Linked DNA regions of Xenopus laevis: all the other regions are linked to region 2. Evidence: chromatin contacts called from public Hi-C data. All regions are on one chromosome and are shown on one strand. Each heading gives the region's core, a stretch centred on a gene start, on an enhancer-like site or on the middle of the called end of the contact. The rest is flanking DNA. Distances are from core to core; before and after follow the strand shown.

Region 1 (2,758 bases), core at 162-2,661, 83 kb after region 2:
ATTTAAAGAGGTTAAATGCGAACACGTACACTCGTGTTTTCAGAGCAATGCTCAGTATACAGGGTCTGACTCTACAGAGCCAGAGCCTGTAAAGTGTTAAAAGTAATGTTTAAACTACAACTGAAAGATGTGCCACTGGTTCCCGATGGAAGTCTGTGCTACAATTTGAAGCCAATGTAATTTGTCCAGCAGGAAATGTGTTCTTGCAATAAGTGTGTCATTCTACAACCCTAAGTTATATCCATGTAGCTTATTTTGTTCTCCTTACCTTGGTAATGATAAGGGGCTCTCCATGTTCTTTGCCACCTTTCAAAGTAAATCCCCATGGAGCACCTCCAGTAAGAATAACATCCACCAGCCTGTAGCCTTCCATTAGTTTCCTCTCCACCACTGTCTGCCCTTGATCCAACAAACCATGCTGAACACTTGTATCCTCAGGTAGAAAACTCTCGTGCCCAGCTCTTGGCTCCAGGTTCTCCATGCTGGTAGCTGTGCACTGAAACCAACACTGTGCAGTCCAGGAGCAATGGGTGATGAATGACAGATCCTCTTATGAGCAAATTCCCAGGCGGAGGCAATACATTGCAGGCAGCCTAACACCAACATGCACCCTCTGCTGCAAGAAAAAGATCCGACTGCCTTAAGAAACGCAATTCTCTTTTCATTATTTCCTGACAGATCAAATTCGCCGGTCTCGCTACTTTATTCCACAGGCTGAGCAAAGGCTAAGTTTCTCTGTTGAAACGAACTTTGGGAATGTTTCCAAGCAGAGCACCTAGAAAAATGAGCAGCAAATCCAAAATGTCGAATCGAGTAGAAGAAAAGTCCTCCAGGGAGTTCAGCCAGGGCCTCCTATGGACTCCCACGCACTGAACATTGCCCCCAGTGCACAGGCACTAACGCCATCAGTATAAGACAAAACTCCCCCAGGGCCGTAACAATAAACTACGATAATTCTGATCTGAAACCCAGGACCTGCTTCATCTCCTTGGCCAATTTCAGCAGTTACCCAAAAACCACCTGTTCAGATTGGGGCAAACTTGAAGAGCAAATGATAATCATAAGGCAATAGGCCCGTCCGCAAGTCCCAGCAGGTGCCCGGTTCCTTATTGTGTCTCTTTCCTGGTAGGAGCCGACCTCCTGGTTGCAATGCTAGAGGTGACTGAGCCGCTGCTTCCAACCTGAATGAATAATCAGTTCTGGCTCTTTCCTGCTCTCTGGTCACCCCCCTCACACTAAAGCTTTTCTTTCCTCCAACTGGAGCCTTGTTTTTGTTTCCTCAGCCCAGGATGAACGATTGCGATTTTTTTTGGGGGGGGGGGAAGCACAATATCAGAAAGAAAGAAAAAGAAGAAGCAAATAGAGTTGCTTCCCTGCAGGCTGGCTCCTTCCCTTCCCCCAACTAGTGCTTACCAATCACTCCCTGATTATCCCTTGGAGAGAATGCTCGTGTCATTATAACATTATAACACTGTCTAATGCCAGGATCTCCAACCTGTTGTCTCCCCCTTCTGCCGGTAAACTACAACTCCCAGCAAGCCATGACAGACAAAGGAATCTGGAAGATGTAGTTCGATAACAGCTGAAAAGAGCCTCAGGTTCCCCCCCCCCCCCCGCCACCATGAGAAACATTTATTTAAGCAGTTGTTATACCCAATGTACAGGGTTTGAAGTAACTTTTTTTTTTAAAAGTTTTCTTTATTTGTTTGAACAACAACATATTTGTTGATGACTATAATAAAGCATTTCTTCTTTATATGTGTTTGAACCATCTTTTTTACATTTTCCCCGACAAGCAGGGGTACATATGAATGAACAAACTTTTTCCCCCTCAACTTATAACAGACACACTACATATAGGGGGGGTTAAGGCCATGGAGGTTGTTCAGTATACTCAAATGTTCCTGTCTTAGGAGTTGTTTATCTGCTGTCCTGTTCTGTAGCTGAGTCCAGTGTCTGCCCATGGGCCCCAGACTTTGTGAAATTTGTTTGGGCAGCCTCGGCTCAAGTAGGTCAGTTTATAGAGTGGTAAAGCCTCATTTATCAAGGATTTCCATCTTTTCAGGGTGGGTGGTTTGGGCAGTTTCCATGACAGAAGAATTGTTTTCCTAGCATAGAAATATAAAGGCCGCAACAGGGAGCAGTTATGCTTGTCGGGCACTATACTTTCCACTAGTCCCAGGAGACATGCTTCTGGTGATCGCATATTGGGCAAGTCCAGAGTTTGTTCTGTGAATGTTGTTACTTTTGCCCAAAATTTATCAATTATTGGAAAGGACCATAAAGTATGCATAAACGTGCCTGGGCTGCCTCCACATTTGAAACATTTGCCATTAGGCCTATGGAATTCAGCCTCACTTGCGTAAGGCAGGTTCTATGTATTGTATGGTACTGTATTAGAGTATCGTTGCTACTAATTACAGTGGATAAATAGGAGTTGGTAAAGTCCTCCCAATCTTCTAGGTTTAACTGTGGCATATCAGATGTCCATTTAGTATAACTTTGGGCAAAGGGATTACCCCTCTGCTTACTGAGTATAGAATAGATCCGGGAGGTTAACCCTTTCTGGACAGGTGCCCTGAGCCCTTCTTCGAGGACTGAGAGGGAGACCCCAGGGGGGGGGGGAGTAGGAAACTAGGTATTTGGCTATTTGCTGCATGTCTGAGTTTGAGGTTTCTGAACCACGTTGTTCTCGGGAGTATATATTCGGTTACTAAAGTTTCATAGGTCTTAAAATTTTTGTTTTCATATAGTTGTC
Region 2 (2,700 bases), core at 89-2,588:
GTGGTTCAGTCCAAGTCCCCGTTCCAGAGGGAGAAACACGGAGCAAGTATCTGGGAAACTCTCTGGAACACAATGGATTACAAAGCCAGTAAAGCAGTTAAGATGCATGACAATGACGTGAAACTTTTCTTACAATGTCAGAACTGTCACTGCTGAAAATTCATTATTTACCCTAATAAAGATGCTAAATGCCTAGCATGACAAAGCGAATCATCTGACGGCTCCTAAACTCTGCATATCCTCTTCCCCCATGTTAATCTGTTCCATTGTATAAGCTTTGTGCCTATAAGTATCTTGACAATGAAGCCTAACTATACCTGAGAGACAAGACAATGCCATGCACTAACCGTGCATCCACTCATTTGTATAATGGTTTTAAGAGAAACCTGCATATAAAGCATTCATGGATATTAACTACTTGGCAGCTGTGGAATGGCCATACACTGTTCACAAAAATACAAAAGGAGAGAGAGAGAGAGAGAGAGAGAGAGAGAGAGAGAGAGAGAGAGAGAGAGGATATGCCCATTGGACAGCATTAAGAAATAAACACATAACAGATGCCAACTTTCAGGTACAAACCAAAGGTATCCATAATATCTCATCACAAATATAGTGCTATTCCAGACATACATTGGCAGATATTGGATATCATGGTTTGGTCTGGCATTTGATTTCAGAGCAACAGGTTATACAATGTTGTGATCAATAATTTCAGTACTGATGTAATATGTATCCCACGAGCAAAACGAAAAGTATTTGGGCTTATTTGAAATCTGCAACTAACTGGCAATTAGTTTTGATCAGTCTTCTATAAGCTATGAGGGGCTAATCTATATGCCTGGGGCAAGGTAAAGTTTATTTTACTCTGTCAGTGGATTATGTCTCAGCTTGACAGGTCCCATTTAAAGGGGTTGCTCACCTTTGAATTAAGTTTTAGTATGATGTACAGAGTTATATTCTGAGATAATTTGCTGGTTTTCATTATTATAACATAACATACTAAAAGTTAACTTAAAGGTATGTAATTTGCAGTTTGACAAACATGTAATTGTGCCAGAGGGGAAATGGAATCAAAATATTAAATCAAACAAATCTTGCTTCTGTTAAATACCATAATACAATATGAGGGCAAGTTAGAGTCCTCTATTTGTTGGCCTGCAACTCCCAGCACCCCACTTACAATCACAGTTTTCCTAACTCTGTCCTATATTAAAAGAAGGGTAATAGATTGGCAAGTTAGACAATGGCTGCATTGAAAACCGACAGTATGACAATTCCACCACAAGGTGGCACTTAAAATGCAGCAAAGGAAGTTGGATAAAAATATGAAGCCAATTCAATGAAAATATAAACTTCATAGAAAAGAACTACGGTAGTTGTTGTAGCAGTGGTCTGTTGTTTTGACACCTCCATATCACATCATGGTTTTACTATATGACTGCCCCTGAATATGTTTAAAAGCAAATTGTCTGCCAAATGCACTGAAAAGGCTAGACAGCAATACTCTAATGACTAATCTCTTACTATGGTGGGCTGCATAGCAACTCAGAAAAAGAATGCACAATACAAATACAATCCATTGTACTGCGCATCACAAGTGGGGGAGGTTTCTCTGCCTGCAGGAGGGGAAGAATCACCAGAAACCTCCGGTGCCACCTCCCATGGACTTAAGATGTAATGCCTTAACAGGGGTCTACAAGGAAGCAAAATTATGCTTTTATTCCTCAAGTCACTACTCTTTAGCTTTAACAAGTAAGTATTTTACAAGCTTTAACATACACTGACTTACACTGCCTAGAATTGCAAAGGCTATCTAAAAAAAAAAAAGCAACATACTTCTCCAACACAATTCCATTTAGTGCATAATTAGTGTTCTTGCTAATTTTTGCCCAAATGCATAGCTTTGCATTTATAAATGGTGAATCTCATTTGCCAATTCCCGCCTAGTCCCCAACTTATTCAGATCATTCTGCAATGTAGAAAAAAAACAGCATTTATTATTATGGACAAGTACAGAGACATCACTTACAACCTCAAAATCATTCATAAATAAATTAAAAAGCAAAGACTGAGGGACTCCTTCCTTATGTACTTCGATATCAAGGGGCAGATTTGTCTGAATCAAATTCGATTTTTGAGATTTAATTTGCCACCATAAACCCGCCGAGTCGCTGTTTTAGCCTATGGAAGACATCCTGGGATCAATTTGGAGTTGTTTGCAGCCTTCCTGATATTCAAAAAAATTCGAATCTGGTCTTTAAAATTTGAATCAGATTCTATTCAAATTCGATTTGAGTTTGCGGGTTGATCCTATTCATCAGACTAAATTTCGATTGCTCGAATTTCGAGTTCATGGTTGTTTATGGGAGTTTTAAATAACTCCCATGAACTCGAAATTCCATCCTTGATAAATCTGCCCCTAACGGTCCAAAAGTTCCAGAATGGTACAGTAGTATATTTTCTGTGATATCCTGGATATAAAAATTGTACTGAGTTAGGATTTCCATTTGAGTGCATGAATTAAATGCACGTACAGGTATGGGATAAGTTATCCGGAAAAACCATTATCCAGAAAGCTCCGAATTACTGAAAGGTCATCTCCTATTGACTACAATTTATCCAAATAATCCATTTTTTTAAAAATGATTTGCTTTTTCTCTGTAATAATAAAACAGTACCTTGTCCCTGATCCAAACTAAA
Region 3 (2,700 bases), core at 120-2,619, 73 kb before region 2:
TTTTTTTTTTGAGGTCTGTCTTCATATGCCCTTTCTTTTTATAATTGCAGATTCATTCAAATCAGGGACTAACTGTGGACAGGCGGTGAGGAGGCCATACACAGGGGGTGAGGAGGCCATTTAAGCTGACAATTTGGCCCATCCAGACCGAGTATGGTGCCCTCCAATGTGCCTGCCCAAAAGATATATGGCAGAAAATCCTGTTAGGGTTAAGATGGCATTGGCTTGTTAATGTGGACATCAGCTTGTCAGCCTGTATCCCTGTTGTTTTGAACTGATTGTTTGGCCCTAGGTTGAGCACAATATTATCCACCACATGGTGACCATGCAGGGGTACAGTTCAGGGGCGATTCTAGCCCCTTTTCCACCTTAAGTGGCTTGCAGCTGCTGCCATCCCAGAGGGGTCCAGGGAGTCCAGGTTGCTAGCACAGAGAAGCGCTCTTTGAATTTCTGGTTTGAAAACCGTAAATTCATCTCTTAAAGTTACAATAAGCAGCATTTTTGTCTCCTCTAGTAACCAGTGGTAAGATCCGCTCATCTTTTGATCTCACCAAGTAAGCAGTTCTTTTTGAGGCTCTTAGAAACAACCATTCAAGGATTCTCTTCTTTAGAATTTTTTTTTAGATTACAGCTTTTTGAAACCACAATTTGAAACCACAATTAAACTCTATTTCTCTAAAACCACATATGCCATGGAGGGTATAAAAGATCCGAATATAAAAGTATGAATGAAAAAAATGCTGAAAAGTGTGAAAAAATGTGTCCGTTTACAGTCCCTGTGATTACAGTGACATTTCTTTGAATTTAATTATAAACTTTTTTGATCACAATTGTCCCATCTAAAAACAATAATACAATTCTTTAAATTGATTTGTTTCTAGTCTGATTATAAATAATGACCATTTATTAATATCTGCATCTGTATCCACTCTAGTACATGAAAGATTATACTTCTTTCCTTATATAGTACATAAATATTATTTTCATTTTTTCATTTTTCGTTGATTGATTTGTTTCTAGTCTGATTATAAATAATGACCATTTATTAATATCTGCATCTCTATCCACTCCAGTACATGAAAAATTATACTTCATTCCTGATATAGTACATAAATATTATTTTCATTTTTTTACACCAGTAGAAAGCTCGTGTGATTTAGTCCTATTATTTTCTTAGAAGAATTGGCACATTTATTCAACTTACTTTTTGAGAGTTGTGATAGCATCTGACCACAATAGGGCATATGTGACAGAACACTGTAGGCTCAGAAATAGAAAAAGAGACATTGATTTATTCAAGGCAGCCTTCAGATGGGTATGTGAAAGCTTGCCTTTTGCTGGCAGCCAGTCATTCCACACAGAGGCAAAGAAGACAGAGCCGCTCAAATGGATTCAGGGCTTTGCCTTACTGAACTTGCAGCTCTGTTCCTTTCGCTAATTGGTTACATCTGCTGCTTGGTGGCTTTATTCATACCTCGCTGGTTGATTGTCTCGTCAGGTATGCTTGTCAATGAAAGCTATCAACTTGGTTTGTGGCAGACCTGTGCCATTCAAGATGTGGGTTCAAGAGTATGTCAAGATTTCCAAACTATCCTTGACTTGCCTCTTCAGATCCAGTTGGGTCGTGTACTTATGTGTCTTTCGGTATCCTGTGGGGTGCTCGGATTTATGGTCTCCACACCTGCACTGACCTGTCTGAAGTGTCTTGATGACCAAGATAAATATGTTCGAAAAATAGCAATTATGATTGGAGGAGGTCTTTTTTTACTAGCCGGCGCCTCATCCACCTGTTTTGTATCCTACTTTGCTTATGATGCCTTTGTGAAATTTTGGAACTTACCCAAAGACATTCCTCGTTTTGAATATGGAAGTGCTATGTTTTCTGGCTGGACTGGTGGGTTATTCTTAATAGCAGGCGGAAGTGTACTCATTGTTTCCCATTTCTACAGTGGCCAAGGAGAAACTTCACCAGTGGGTTCAAATGCTACAACCATAAACCTTGAATCTGTCTAAAAGTCTATTATTGCTAATATTTATTCCAGAATTACATTTTTATAATCAAACTGCTTTTACTATTCAAATTGTAAAATATTTCTTCTCAATAAAATGCAGATAAATCACAGAAGTGTTACTGTTTTATCCTTAGAAGTAAAAGGAATGTCAAGTCACAAATAATGTCTTTTCTTTTCCACATGTGTGCTGTTTTACAATGAAGGGTAATCTGGGAATAATAGGAGCCTTTGTGTAAGTACTTTACTCACATGCTTTTTGAATTAGCCCCCACCCCTCAGCAAGCCCAAGCTGTAGGCATAGCAATTTCCCATTCAGCCCAAATACATGTAAAAGCCAGAAAATTCCCACACAAGTTGCATATTTGAATTTGTTTATTTTTGATGATCTTGTAAAATCAATATATGCTTTGTTACTACAGACCTGGCCTAGATTGCATTTGCTAGAATGTGTAGTTTATACAGAAAATGTTTCTCGGGTTAGAGAAATTAATTTGTCTAGCTCTGAAAATGATGAGGCAAGAAAATAAATAAATAAAAAAAAGATGACTTGTTTGGACTTGTTTGCAGTGAAATGATTATATTTTTAATAGTCGTACCATTTGAGATTTCATAGAACTCTGTATATCAAATATACCTACACCATATAATCAGCAAATTATATCAGTATGGTGCATTTGTAGTCCAAAAG

Evidence for each region. A called contact is a pair of places that touch in the nucleus more often than the background predicts.
Region 1: a contact with region 2 is called in a Hi-C map of the XL177 cell line, with 2.6 times the contacts expected there. The contact joins the promoter of shroom2.L here to the enhancer-like site in region 2. A contact is called at or near these places in 2 of 4 Hi-C or Micro-C datasets (the XL177 cell line and the XTC cell line).
Region 3: a Hi-C map of the XL177 cell line shows a contact between it and region 2, with 3 times the contacts expected there. The contact joins the promoter of LOC108707495 here to the enhancer-like site in region 2. A contact is called at or near these places in 2 of 4 Hi-C or Micro-C datasets (the XL177 cell line and the XTC cell line).

What each region holds. Positions count from the first base shown.
Region 1 is chr2L:79,585,916-79,588,673 of Xenopus_laevis_v10.1, reverse strand. shroom2.L (protein Shroom2) reads right to left here and starts at 1,411. Exons shown (of 10, transcript XM_018246619.2): 1 at 269-1,411. The coding sequence starts at 481.
Region 2 is chr2L:79,668,954-79,671,653 of Xenopus_laevis_v10.1, reverse strand. The region is part of intron 2 of shroom2.L (protein Shroom2); the gene reads right to left. Among protein-coding and RNA genes, the nearest start is that of cldn34.L, 60 kb to the left of the region's middle. Within about 2 kb of position 1,338, at least 2 of the 7 cell types and tissues checked have an H3K27ac peak or open chromatin away from gene starts, as enhancers often do.
Region 3 is chr2L:79,741,932-79,744,631 of Xenopus_laevis_v10.1, reverse strand. It overlaps LOC108707495 (putative claudin-24), which reads left to right and starts at 1,369. Exons shown (of 1, transcript XM_018245494.2): 1 at 1,369-2,700. The coding sequence starts at 1,387. The coding sequence ends at 2,013.